Linked DNA regions of Cricetulus griseus: region 1 is linked to region 2. Evidence: chromatin contacts called from public Micro-C data. All regions are on one chromosome and are shown on one strand. The core of a region is the stretch at or near the end of the contact, and the rest is flanking DNA. Distances in the headings are between cores, read along the strand shown. Region 1 overlaps Bnc2 (zinc finger protein basonuclin-2). Region 2 holds the start of Bnc2 (zinc finger protein basonuclin-2).

Region 1 (6,481 bases), core at 3,821-6,320, 34 kb before region 2:
ATTTTACATCTCTTTGTATAGGATATATACATATATCCTATACATATATACATATATACATATATACATATATACATATACATATATACATATACACATATACATATACATATATACATATATATACATATATATTATATATATATATATATATATAATATATAACTCCTTTAGTCAGGAGTTAAAAGCCTAAGAACTTACAATAAAACCCAAAGACTGGGAGTAATAAAAACTACTGAGAGTTCTTGTCAATCAATACCAAATATAGGCTCTGAGTACTACTCTTGAAGAGATACAGATCAAGTGACAGTGTGGGGGACTGTACTAGCTACTGCTCCTCTAAAGTGTCAAGTGAAGTTTTTTCATGCTTTTGTTTTCTAAAAACTATTTATAAACATTTTAGTAGTTTGACACATGCACAAGTATTAAATCTAATACAAAAGCTTAAGAACTTGACCTGTGATTTTCAAAGATCCCTTCTGGCTCCTGGCATCACTGCAGCATGAACTACTACAAGAAAATAAAGAGGTGCAAATACACTTGCCTGTCCTCAGTCCCCTCAGAGCCACATTCTAACTGTTATCTCTAGATGAGCAACGGTGCTCTGAGACACTTTCATATTCTCAATGCTCAGGCAGGAGTGCTGACTGAGAGGCCCTGAGGCACCTCAAACCCACGCTGTCACTTCTAGTCACCACTCAGCCCAGCTAATGCCATGCCTGTCATGACAAGCATCAGCCACCTTAAGGCACCACACCTTTGCCTCGACAAAACATATTTCTGAAAAGGTATGAACAGAGGGAACCTGTTTCAAGGGTTGCCAAGGAAAGCCAGCCTTGTCTATAAACAGCAGAGAGGCAGTGAAAGAGCATCCAAAGCCAAAAATGCAAGATGACTCTTAGCACAGGGTGCTAGTAACTGTTTGACTTCCTGTGCACTGGCAGGATGGGGAAGGGGGCTGTAACATATTCAGATACAGTCTGACCAAGCTAACATGGGTTCAGTTGTCAGCCTAAACTTGCCATCTGGTGTTACGATATAGCAGATCACACCCCAGATGTGTTTCTTCAAACAAATCACTTTTTTTTTCTTATCCCTCTTTTTTTTCCTGAAAGAAAGAAATGCCTGCCAAAGATACAAATCGGCTGAAGTTTACTTCAAGCTAAAAACTCTTGTTAACTTGGTCAGATAAGTAGGTGTATCATTTCACACACCCATACCCTCAAACAACCACTTTTCTAAAGTGGCACCTAGAGATGCTGAGCAGAAAAGCATTTGTTTACTCCTTGTCAACCCTAAAAGTCGAGGTTATCCTTGGTCATCTGAAAGCCTTTTCATCTAAAAAGAATGAAACAGGCATTGCAGCTCAGGAGAGCTCAGAAATCCCTGTCCTCTGCATTTCTGGTCTCTGCGTCCCATTCCACAATTGGGGTGGGGAAGGCTATGCAGTGCTGTCATTTGCACCTCATTACACAGGGCTGGAGCTTTGAGAAAGCTGATATTCCCTCTAAATTTTTACAGATGCTTCTACTTTACCAGTTCATGACTGCACTACTAGGAAAGACTTCCTGCCTCTAAACTGCTTGCTGGCATGAATGCTGAATTTCAAAATCCCTGAAAAAAGCAAACCTTTGTGGTGTTCTCTTAACTTTCTTCCAGGGGGAGGGGAGGGTCACCGAAACCAAACCAAGCAAAGATTTTTTTTTTCTCCTATGCAGTGAGACTGAATCTCTTAGGAACATTCCCTCCTAACTACCGACTGTTCGTCTTGGGTTGGAACCCATCTCACAAAAAAATAAATAAATAAATAAATAAATAAATAAATAAATAAAATAAAAATGTTCATTAGCAGAACGTTATATGTAAAAGCTGGTTTTTCATCGTAAATCATGACCATGACATGTTCAGCAATTTGTGGAAATAAGTCAACCACAATACAGCTTTTCACCTGAACATACATATGTGTTTCCTTTTATTTCATTTATGTCATTTGAAAAACACTCTGGGACACAGAAAAGGGACACTTTCTAAACCACCACTTCTCTTTATTTAATGGCTCCAGGGTTTTTTTTTTTTTTTTCCTCCTCAAAGTTCAGGGCAGGTGACATTGGCCTGTTCTTAATCTTTACTGCTTTAGCAATGTTAAGGCAGATGACGAGGGACACAAATCCCCTGATGGAACTGAATGCATTCCAAGCTCCCCGACCCACTCAAAGCAGTAATCCCCTGCAGCTGGATCTCACTTACCACCATACACAGCTAATACATTTTTTAAAAGCTAGTCACTGGTGACAAATGTAAACTGGACAGAACAGTTCCCCGTTCTCTCTGTCTCACTCCCTCACCCCTCAATCTACCCCCATAACCCAAGACTTGCTGTCCTGTGATGGATAGGACCTGCCTTTTAGAACCACCAAGCCTGTGCAACATAGCTCTGCTCTAAGTGACTAGAAGGTTTTAAAAGCATCTTCAGCTGTCAGACTGTAACAGAAACAACAAAAATGTCATCCTTAACACAAACATTTCACAACTGAGAAAATCCTGGAAGTTGAGATTATCACTGCCATACTGAATCCACTATTTATTTAGCTATCACACGTAGGCAAACTATTCTGGCACACTGACTGCTTGACTGAATTAAGCTGGTTGCCAAATTCAAGGGAACCAAAGAATAAATGTAAAAGAAAGTTTAAAACGTGAGGGGATATATATATATATATATATATATATATATATATATATATTGTGTGTGTGTGTGTGTGTGTGTGTGTGTGTGTGTGTGTGTGTGTGTGTACACACACACACATACACACACACACACGCACCTTGGCTTTTAAATTTTGGCAGAAATCACTGAAATAAGAGTAAAAAGTATCCTTTTTGGTAGGCATGGATATTTCACCATGGCAAATCAAGTAACCCATGGGAACAATATCTCTGTATTGAATGAAGTCTTTAAAAGAAACAGGACAACAAACAAGGTAAAGCACAGTGTAAAGAGGGCTGGAAGGATCGCAGGATGAATACACTGAGCTACCTAAATTGTGAAATCAACTAGAATCTTATGTATACAATACAGATGTCACTGTGATAAAAAGATAAGCTAGCTTCCTCACCTGATGCAGAGAAACCAAAGGTTCATGTAAGTGACTTCCTTTGGCTTATTCTAGTTCCCAGATAACTACCACTAAGTGTTATGATTTTAGTAACACCACCAATTAGAGATAGCTACCATAGCACTGACTATAACACTTAAACTGCATCAAGCTCAGTTGCTGCAAAGTTAATCTGGAGAGGGTAACATTTTATAATCACTCTCAGGATTCTTACTTGAGTTCAATCCTGCATGATAGGCAGATAATTGAAGCACTGAAAGGTACCACAGTTAATAATGTGTGACTAGCAGAAACACACGAAGCGACAAGTAGGTCTCTGTGAATTAAATTCACATCTAATTATGTGACCTTTAGTGTCCTCTTACCCTTCCTGAGAGCAGCCTAGTGACCAGCCTCAGCAGGACCCATGTAATAGGAATTTGTTGGGGGTGGGAGAAAGGGGAACATTAAACAGATGAATTAAGAGTGAAGAATCCAAAAAATAAAAGAGTGAAGAATCCTGAAAGAGTCCAGCTCTAATATTCTTACTTGCTTCCCATTGTCATATTTTCAGAATTCAGAGAACTCAGTCAACACACATGCATTTCAACCATAAGGAAATTATAAGTATTGTTGCTCACATGACTCCAATGCCCGGGGACTAACCTAAAATGGGCTGTACATAAGAAAGCCAGGAATGTCAATAAAGGAACAAGGAAAGCAAGAGGTAACAGTGGGCTCAAGTGTATAGAAGAGAACTCTGGTAGCTGGAAGTGTGAAATCCAGGTAATGGCCTCTACTTCCAAAGATTCTATAAAGAGTACAGGAATACTCACTGCTCAGAAAGCTCCCAGGATCCATCTGTCCATCTGCCTACTGCAGATTCAAACGAGAACCTCAGCATGTGTTTCAAGCACATTACTCCTGAGCCATCTCCCCAACCCCCTGAATCCATATTCAAAAGCTACTTAATCAAAAATATTTATTAAGGCATGTCTATTCTCTTCATTTAACAATCAAAGATGTCAGTGTTTTGTAGCATTGTATATCCATCATAAACTACAAGCAGTTTATTTATACTTCATAATACAAATGATCTCAAGTCTAAATTCCAATGTCTACAATGTGTCTATGCCATAAGTTGTCAGAAACCTAGAAGAAATATAAAAATTAAGCCTCAGATGAAAAAAAACTGAGTTAAAACCAGAAGTGTTACTTAAACTGTGATAAGAACTGGAGTTGCTTAACCAAACCTTTTAATAATACATTCTATAACTGTACTCAACAAAACGCTGAAACAAATAAATCTGTAGCTAATCCAGTGAGAAATATTGATCACATTTTATAGGAAACCCCCAATAAACAACATATCCTATTTATCTGAACTTCTAGGAACCAATTCACATTGGGTAGAAAACCTTAACTGAAAAAACTTAGTCTTGAGCAAGGCAAATCTGCCCTTTCAGTGGCAGGCACAGAAAAAGAACACTGTCTCTTTAAGTTGAAGGACCTGCTATAATTAGGTAGTACTAAGCCAAGAAAAAGTTCTGAAGTTTAACTCTCAGGAGCAAACGTTTTCTACTTGTGAAGAAAACTCTGTTGAAAGACAGAAGACTACATCCCACCAGTAAAAACAGAACAGTTTTCAGTCAGTGACAGCTTTGCCTACAGAGAGAGAGAAAAAAAAAAGTGTCATAGACTCACTTTATTAAACCATATGCTCATTGCCCTGTGAAGAAAGCAGGGTCACTAATTAGTTCATTCTGTGAAAGAAGCCCTTCCTGATCCCGTTGACTTTTGTCCCCCTGGTTAGCTCCAGCTATTTCTGTCATGCAACTTGAAAATCACTGGAGGGAGGAAGATCGCCATAACAACCGCTGAAATGATCTTGTGGAATGTGTCTAGTGGCACTGGAGTAACCTGAATATGTGCTCCAGATGTGTCGGCTGTCAGGGAGAAAGTAAACACATCTGATGGACAGCGTATGACTAGATGGCCTCGAAGCGACTCTAGAGGCTGGGGGAGGGGCTGTGGTTCGAGGGGAGGTAGGGAGAGGCAGTGAGTCCCCAGCTGCAAGGGACTGGGGACCCACCAGGCCTGAAGGACTGAGTGCAAGGGTTCCTCCCCAGCACCTCCTGAGTGGCCTCTGCGAATTTCCGTCTGGCGTGGACTTGTGAGCATTTGGGAGCAAACTAAAACATGAATGCAGAGAGGAAGGGGGACAGGAGAGGAGACCGACAGGCTCAGACCAACGAACGCGTTCTGTCTGAAATATTAATGGCAACATGTTTCTGAAGCATTCTATCTTGGGGGTGGGGAGCTGTCTCCTGGCCACTGCCCTCCCTCGATCAAGTGAATAGTTTTGTTTCTTTGCCCTGATTGTGTAGCTAAGCACCCTTTTATTAGGTGACTGAGTGGCCACATTCCTGATCTCAAATGTTCTTTTTTTTTTTTTTTTTTGATGGTGGTGTGTGGTTCCATAGAGTTTCACAAATTGGGCAAGCGGTTTGATTCCTTAACTCAAAACACTTTTAAAAAATATTTTCTAATAGAATACATAGAAATGGCTAGAAAACTACATGGGCCAAAAATCCATTTTCACCTTAGTTCCTGTTCTATGGTGTAACTACAAGAACAATTTAGATCTGTGCCCACTGTTAAAAGTTTACAAGTAAAACAAAAATTGTGTAAACATCTAGCACATAGTAGGTGTTTACTAAGCACTCTCTGAGACAAATTAATTTTTAATGTACAAAATTCAAAATGTACTTAGGTTCTACATATAAACAGTAGCAGGGATTATTTATTTTTAAAAATAAGTAACCAAGTTTAAAAATACTGAAGAAAAATAAATGGGTAGCTTATTTCCCCAGAGGAACAAGAAACACCTCACTAAAGAAAATAGGAAACAATCACATCCTCCATCTGGCTCACAAACCACCTACCTGTGCCTAAATATGTATAAAATACCCACACAGCCTCCCCACGAAGGCTTGCAGCTGTGACAAGACTCCAGAAGTCTGTGTGGGAATTTGGACTATTTCAAAGGCTTTTCAATCACTGTAGTCCAGATTTTCTTTCAGATCCTGCAGTTTTATTTCAATAAAAACTGTAATGGTTTCCTAACATGGTTTAGACAAAGAACATAACTGCTCTGGAATATAATTATCTCTATAATACACACAGTTATGATATACAACTATTTATTTAATGTTTAAAGTTTAATTGCTTAAGCTTAACATTCATGAGGGCCAGTGTCACCTAGCCAGAGGCAGGCAGCCTTCACCTGGTCCTCTCATTCCAGGTGACTGCCAACTTAACAATCTCCTTTCCATGTTTAAATGTCTAAGTACATGTTTCTTCTCTGATGAAACCTATTTGGTAAT
Region 2 (7,010 bases), core at 3,666-6,165:
TACACTTCTGTTATGGCAAAAACTTTTAAAATGACATGTCTGTACTACTGCTCATGCATATTCATGAGGTAAAACATAGGCTCACAACAAATGGTAAAGGAAACAGAGAACGTGTTTTAAAACAAGGGAGGCTCTTTGAACAGCCAAATTAAATTATAGCTGAACTTTTGAGTGTACTGAGGGTTCTAATAAGCAACAAATAAAGACTTTTATTGGCTAGCAACATAATGAGAGCTTCTGTGCAAGAAGACTAATCTGGGCAGTTTATCTCCCTGGATATAAGATTTACTTAAATGGTAAATAAATGTCCAAAGTAATGCCCCTAAAAACTAGTATATAAATAATGAAAAGCAATCACAATCACTGATTATTTAATATAAGCATATCACAAATTTTACTGGTAGGACTGATAAACAAATGGGAAATTAAATGCCAAGTTGTAAATATGAAAACACTCAAGTCCTGCCATTTAAATGTAACTTATTTACTGATTAATTACATACCAAATTTACAAATGATTTGCTGTTTATGTTTACAGTGTGAAGTCCTTCTTTTGAAGGAAATTTTTTCTCCAAAACATGTAGTTGTATGCAGAACTACTTTAAAACATCATGTATGGAGAGAAGCACCTTTCTTTTGTGAACTAAAGTAAGGCAGTACATGCCTCTGTGACTGGGCAGGAAGCTGCTTTTAACAGGATTTTGAAGGTGGGCCTACCAACATGAGAATAACTCCTTCAGTTAACAAAGTGACACTGTAGTTAAGCAAACTAAAACACTTAAAGTATGTTTGGTTGAATTTTTCCTAATTCAAATCACCTGAAAGGCAGAGTCCTAGAAAGCTTAGCTGATTCCTTATCTGTCCACAAAGGAAATTCTGCTTCTATCCTCTCTCTCTCTCTCTCTCTCTCTCTCTCTCTCTCTCTCTCTCTCTCTCTCTGTGTGTGTGTGTGTGTGTGTGTGTGTGTGTGTGTGTGTGTGTGTGTGTATCTCACCTCCAAGCATAACTGTAAGCCAGTCTTGTGCAACATTCTGACTACAAAGTAGTTTTTTTTTTTTTTTCTTAGACCATAAGTATATCTAATAAAACCATGAGGCTCCCTCTAGCTCTTTGGAGAGCTTACTAACCAACTATACTATGTAACTCCTGACCAACCAGAGATGTTGCAGGAGAAATGCTGTTTTCAACTCTGTTTCTTGTCAGGGTGCAGATGTTAAATGAGACCATCTGCAGAGGAATTCAGAAAGCACCATACCTTTATAGATTCATTAAGTTAAGACTATTAATTACTCTCGACCCAAGCTCTATGTACAAACACACTATAGTGAAACTATGCTGTCTGAACTATACCTGCATTCTCAATTTAGATTTATTCACCTTATATAAAATGAAATTTAAACTTAAAAAAAAACATTTCAAAGACATCCAACTTGTAATCTGGTCTCAATTTTAAAAGCCTACCTTTGAATTAAAAAAAAAATCTTGGAAGACAGAATAACATACTTTATTAACAGTACATCTGTGGAATTTATGTAAAACAAAGATACTGATGATAGCTTGAAAAAAATCCTTCATGCACCACAGTATTTATATACAATGCTGGTAATGACTTTTTTATTGTTTAATCTTTTCAGCAATTCAGTATTGAATATTTGGAGGTTGTAGTTATTTAGAAGACTATAAATAATATAGTTGAAGTATGCCATTGATGTTTTGCTCATCTTACAATAGCCATAAAAGCCACTATTCCACTGGCAGATCACTCCAAACGAGTGAATATGAGCATTGCTAAATCAAACTCTTCATGCTTTCTAAAGCTATCTTTCAAACATTTGCAGAATATTTAAAATAGCACTGAAGCTAAACTCTAAATTTAAAGTAAGGGAAACAGCTAGTTTCAAGTCATCACCTACTTTGGACTCCCTTAATATAGGAAATATTCCCAGCAACAACAAAAAGAATAGCTCCCTCTTCTCTCTCACCCCCACCCTCCTTTTTTTTTGTGCCAGTGTCCAATTTCTTCTTTTCTCAACAGCTGTATTATCCAACTTAAGTTGCTCTGCTAATTTCAGTCCCTCAAGGACTAACTTGGAAGGCAAAAAAATACAAGAAAAGATCAATTTGCTGGGAAAGATCAAATGAGAAAACTGTGGGGACAGCACCAGGTCAGCGTGTGGAGAACTAAGCAGACCTGTTCTTCATTAACTGCAGCTCTCTGGGGATGTCACACACTACCTGTCCGTGGGCTTTATTGAACCGCCTAACCCGCCTCTCTGTTCCATTCTTCTGGGCCCAAGTGAATCATATCCTGCTGCTGACAAGTTAGCAGGGGACTGCGGCTGCAACATGAAAGTACTTTTCTTTCTTGTCTAAATCAGGCAGATTTTTGAAAAGACGACACAGCATTGACTCGTGACATGGCAAGATGAAACGAGAGGTCTGGGCCGGTCTTGGAGCTTCACAGATAAAAGTAATCAAATGACACTCCTGGAATGCAAATTGGCATTCTTGACTGCAGCAATTGCACAACCATGAAACATCCCTGACAGCAAGCAAGATTAGGACAAAATGTTATGTAAAGCACTGAACTCAAAAACTCTCACTTGAAAATTCAAACTGTAACACTTACATTTTAATACAGCAACAGTCAGCTCTGCTTTTGTCTGCTTCTTTTTGTAATCACATAGCCCTGCCTGACAGATAACTTACACCTCAGGTAGAGGGAAGAAAAAAATCAGGTATTAGCAATGCACTACCGCTATTAATATTTATGCAATATTTATTTTAAAAATCCCACAAGGTTGATTTTTACCCAAAGTTTTACATGCAAACACAACCCAACAATATTGTCACTGGATTGGGGGGGGGGTGCATTTCAGACATGCTGGGGAAGATCCTCTAGACAAATTTCAGATTTAAGTTTCCTAGTCCTTCCCTCGGATAAACTGCCTAGTCCTGCTTTTTGGTAAAGTGATCGGCAATCTGGATGTTAAATACACTGCTCCCCGGGAACAGAAAGAGTGCCTACAATACAGAACTTCATTAAGACTGAACAAGTTTAAATGAATCGGCTGCACATATGATCTAAGACACAGAGCCTTTAAGGGTTCACAAGGGATTCTCAGGCGCCTGATTCCAAAGGGTGAAAGGACGTCCCATCAAACTTGTACAAGGCTCAGTACTAGAGGGCATCTTCAGAGCAACAACACTTAGTGCCAGAAACAAATTCTTCCACTTAGGGCATGCATGTCTATACACAAAAACATGGAAAAGTGCAGAATACAAAACAGTGGAAGACAAATGGACTCAGCTACCACGAAAAATGACTGTGATAGGGGAATAGATCTGTAGACAAATAGAAATACTGGCCAGAGGAAGAAAAACACGCACAGCTGGCTTTTATGCTGTCCTTGTGTAAAATGCCCTAACAAGAAAGTCTCTAGCCCTAAACAGATATATTTCTCATTTTGTTTTGATGCCTCACTTAAACACAGGCTCCAACAACTACAACTGCCCACGAAGTACATAAAAAAAAATAATAAAATAGGCCACTTTCTGCCACTTTAATCCTGGGTACACAGGATTATTTTATGATGTCTTTTGTACATCAGTTTTACAACAGCTTGACTCTAGGGTAAATGGGAAGCATCATAAATCGCATTCTGCTTTCAAAACCTCTTTAATTTCTGTCAGCATTACTGTAACCGCAGTCATGGGTGCATTTTGTATGTGTGCATTTGACAGTACCTTCTCCTACATTCCAGTTGTGACTTTGATCTCTGAAACAAGAGATGTCACATCAGGGGGAAGGGTAGGGGGAAAAATGTCAACCTGCTATCACCCCGTTTCTTATACATCCCACCTACATAGGGCCCACTGCATATCAGAGCCCCCAAGTGGGGGTAACAACAGCGACACTGGGTGGTAGGGAACTCCAAGGAAAGGAGTGGGTAAGCCCCATTTCTAACAAATGACCTCCCGAAAGCGGACATCATGGACATCATGGCTCATCACCGGGTGAACTAATTGCCTGCTTCCCTCGATGCAGAGAAGTGGTCCCTTCGAGGGGCTGTGCTGGAGTCCCAGTGCGCCATCTCTTTTCCTCCACCATTTGCACCTACAAGTTTTTTGAAATCTTCGCCTCGCCCCAAGGGAGATAGTTTTGTCTTGAGCCCCCCTCCCACATTAAAAAAAATCGTGTCCCCCTTTCACGCCTCAGATGCCACGGTCCAGTCGGTGTGTAAGTGCAGTGGGCCGGCTGCTTCAGAACCGCACTTTGGGAAAGCACACACGTGTCTGTCTAGCGGGATTTGACTGGCGGCGTCCGCGTCCTCGGCAGCCGCTCCCGCGGACATCGCTGCGGTACCCACGCGGGCCGCGCCCCGGGCACCCACGCCCAGCCGCAGCTCGGGCTCTGCCCACGCCGGCCAAGTTGGGAAAGTTGTCGCGGCTGCCCGCCGCTCCGTGCATCCCGCGTCCCCTCGTCCCGCGCCCTCCCCGAGGGCTCCCAATCCCCAGAGCCCGCGACAGCCGGCCGCTCACCTAAGGCGCGGGGAGCCCTAGCCCGCCAGCCCTCCCACCCTCCCGCAGCCGCCTCGCGAACTTGGGGCCAAGTTGGGGTGTGGGGGTGGATTTCGGGAGCGTCGCCGGCTGCCCGCCTCCTCGCGCCGCGGCGCTAGAGGAGAGCGCGGCCCGCCGCGGCCCCGGGGCGTCCCGCCCGGGTCTGTCCCTACCAAGTGCAGACGCAAGCGGGCGGAGAGGAGGTGGAAACTTCTTACCATCTCGGCATGCTGGTTGTCAAGTGCAGCCCCCGCCTCTTGGTCTCCTCTTAGCGGCCGCGCCTGGACCAGCCCCTCGGCCGCCTCAGCTCGCCGCTCGCTCGGCCTGCTCCCTCCCCCGCCCGGTCGCTCCGGGCCGCGCTCGCCGCCCGCGCCACTCCCCGCCCGCCCGCCGCCCGCCCGCCCGCGCGCGCCCTCGCTGCGGCCCCTCGGCGCTCAGGTGACTGATTTACACCCGCGCCCAGGGTCGCGCTCGCTCCCCCGAGCCGGCGCTCCGAGTTGCCCCGCTCCTCCCCGGGCCGGAGGAGAAAAGAAAAAACGGGAACGGACTGTCCGGGAGGGGGGCTGCCGCTGGCGAGGCGGGGTGGGGGTGCGCGCGGCGGCGCTGGGGGGACCGACCGGCGACCACGCCAGCACAAGTTTCTGCTCTCCGCACAACTGTCCAGACTACAGTGTTTGCCGCCAGTTTTGTTTGTCGTCCTCGCGCTTTCTAGGGGCTTCTTAGAAGATGTGTATTCCTCACCCCCACCCCCACCTCGCTACCCCCCCTTCCGTGGATGGAAAAACAACTTTGGCGCCCCCCGGGGGGTGCGGGCGTGGAAGTGGAGGTGGCCGCCAGCGCCCAGCTGTCAACAAGGAAAAAAAAAAAAAAAAAACAAACGCGAGTAGCGGGGAGGGGAGAGGGAAGGCTGCGAGACGCCGAGCCGAGGGCGCGAACTTTATTCCGACTGCGGCGCAGCGCCTCGGCTCCGGGCTGTTCGGGTTCTCGGTCCGCTCGGCCCAGCTCCGTCAGCCCCGCACAGCGCCAGGGCGGAAGCCCGGGGACCCAGACTGAGGACCGCGAAGCGCGGACTCCCGGCAGAAAGTTGCGCACAGCTGGGGGCAAAAAGTTTCTGAGAGCCGCGTGTTTGGTGCCGGCCCAGACGGCGGCTTGCGGCCAGGGCTTCCTTCCCCTTTCCTAGGTCTGGGCCTGGAACTGCAGCGGGGCGGGGGAGAGGAAGGAGACTGCCACTCGAGCGGGCGCCCGCGGCGGCGGACACCAGTCACACGTGGGGTGACACTCAGCTGAACCAAAATGCCCTGTCCGGAGACAGGGACACAGGAGGCAGGCTTGGTGCGCACCCGCCAGCAGCTGAAGGGTATCTCTTAAATGGAAGCAAAACCCAGATCGGGGTGGGGGAGGAGGCCTTACTCATCCTCATCTTTCTAATGTACACTGGGTGCCAAAACCATCTCTGCCTTGTGCAGATTTATCATCGCTAGAGCAAACTTTTTGCTTATCTGTCTCGGGAGGAAGGCACGGGATTCTAGCATAGTCTCTGAGCTCTAACAGATCAGAGAATCCGTGAAGATTTGGTTGGCTGAACAACAGGATTGATTACTGTTTCTTCCTGAAAAGAGAGAGAGAGAAAAAAAAAAAAAAGCTTCCCTCAGTCCTTTCTCTCTTCCCCAAGCAGAGGGAGAGACTGCATAATTTCATTCAGGGGTCAGAAATAAATTCCTTCGAAAATATGTAGCCTTGGAATTAAGGAGGTTTTTTTTTTTCCTATACAGTCATAAGTTTAATGTACATTTTCACAATAGTTAAGCTTTTTTTTTTTTCAGGATCCATGCCTGACTAGATCCCAAGTAGCAACAGCTGGCCTGAGAATGTAAGTTAGCTTATTCATATAGTGGATCCAATTTGCTTGCTTCCTTCTTTCCTTTCTTTCTTTCTCTCTTTCTTTCTTCCATCTTTCCTCCCTTCTTTCCTTTCTTTTTTCTACAGCAGGGCCGCCAGCACCTGCAGTTCCATTACTGGTTGGGTCCAATTCCTGACTCCTTCTAGGCCCCTGCAAAGTAGAGTTCTAGTCTCTTCAGAATTTGTGAATGCTATGTATCATTTTGGTGTGGAACAATTTGTGTGGTAAATATTTCTCATGTTATAGTAAATACTGTAGTGTTTTGGGCATGTGATTCATCTCTAATTTCCCAACGAGTGACAGTTACTTTTCTCACTGGTATAAATTACAGGTTCGGTATCTAACCCTTATCCACATATGTTTAAATACATGTTATCAAGGAGGCTCATCTCTAAATGACTTGATTAAGGTGTGGAGCTTATTCCCTAAACGTAACTGTAGCATCATTGTGTAGTTTGCAGAAACTGATTACACAAGGGATAATGATGACCAAATGTTCATTCTGAGCAACTGAGGAGCATCCCAAGAATTTTCCAGAAACAAGCCAAGT

Evidence for each region. A called contact is a pair of places that touch in the nucleus more often than the background predicts.
Region 1: a contact with region 2 is called in a Micro-C map of the CHO-K1 cell line, with 2.2 times the contacts expected there. The contact joins the enhancer-like site here to the promoter of Bnc2 in region 2. A contact is called at or near these places in 2 of 8 Hi-C or Micro-C datasets (both in the CHO-K1 cell line).

Annotation. Positions count from the first base shown.
Region 1 is chr2:63,214,045-63,220,525 of CriGri-PICRH-1.0, reverse strand. All of the region lies in intron 1 of Bnc2 (zinc finger protein basonuclin-2), which reads right to left. Among named protein-coding and RNA genes, the nearest start is that of Bnc2, 36 kb to the right of the region's middle. Within about 2 kb of position 5,070, at least 3 of the 6 cell types and tissues checked have open chromatin away from gene starts, as enhancers often do. A contact at or near this core is called in the CHO-K1 cell line, where this site is marked.
Region 2 is chr2:63,179,243-63,186,252 of CriGri-PICRH-1.0, reverse strand. It overlaps Bnc2 (zinc finger protein basonuclin-2), which reads right to left and starts at 4,915. Exons shown (of 9, transcript XM_035439817.1): 1 at 4,779-4,915. The coding sequence starts at 4,781.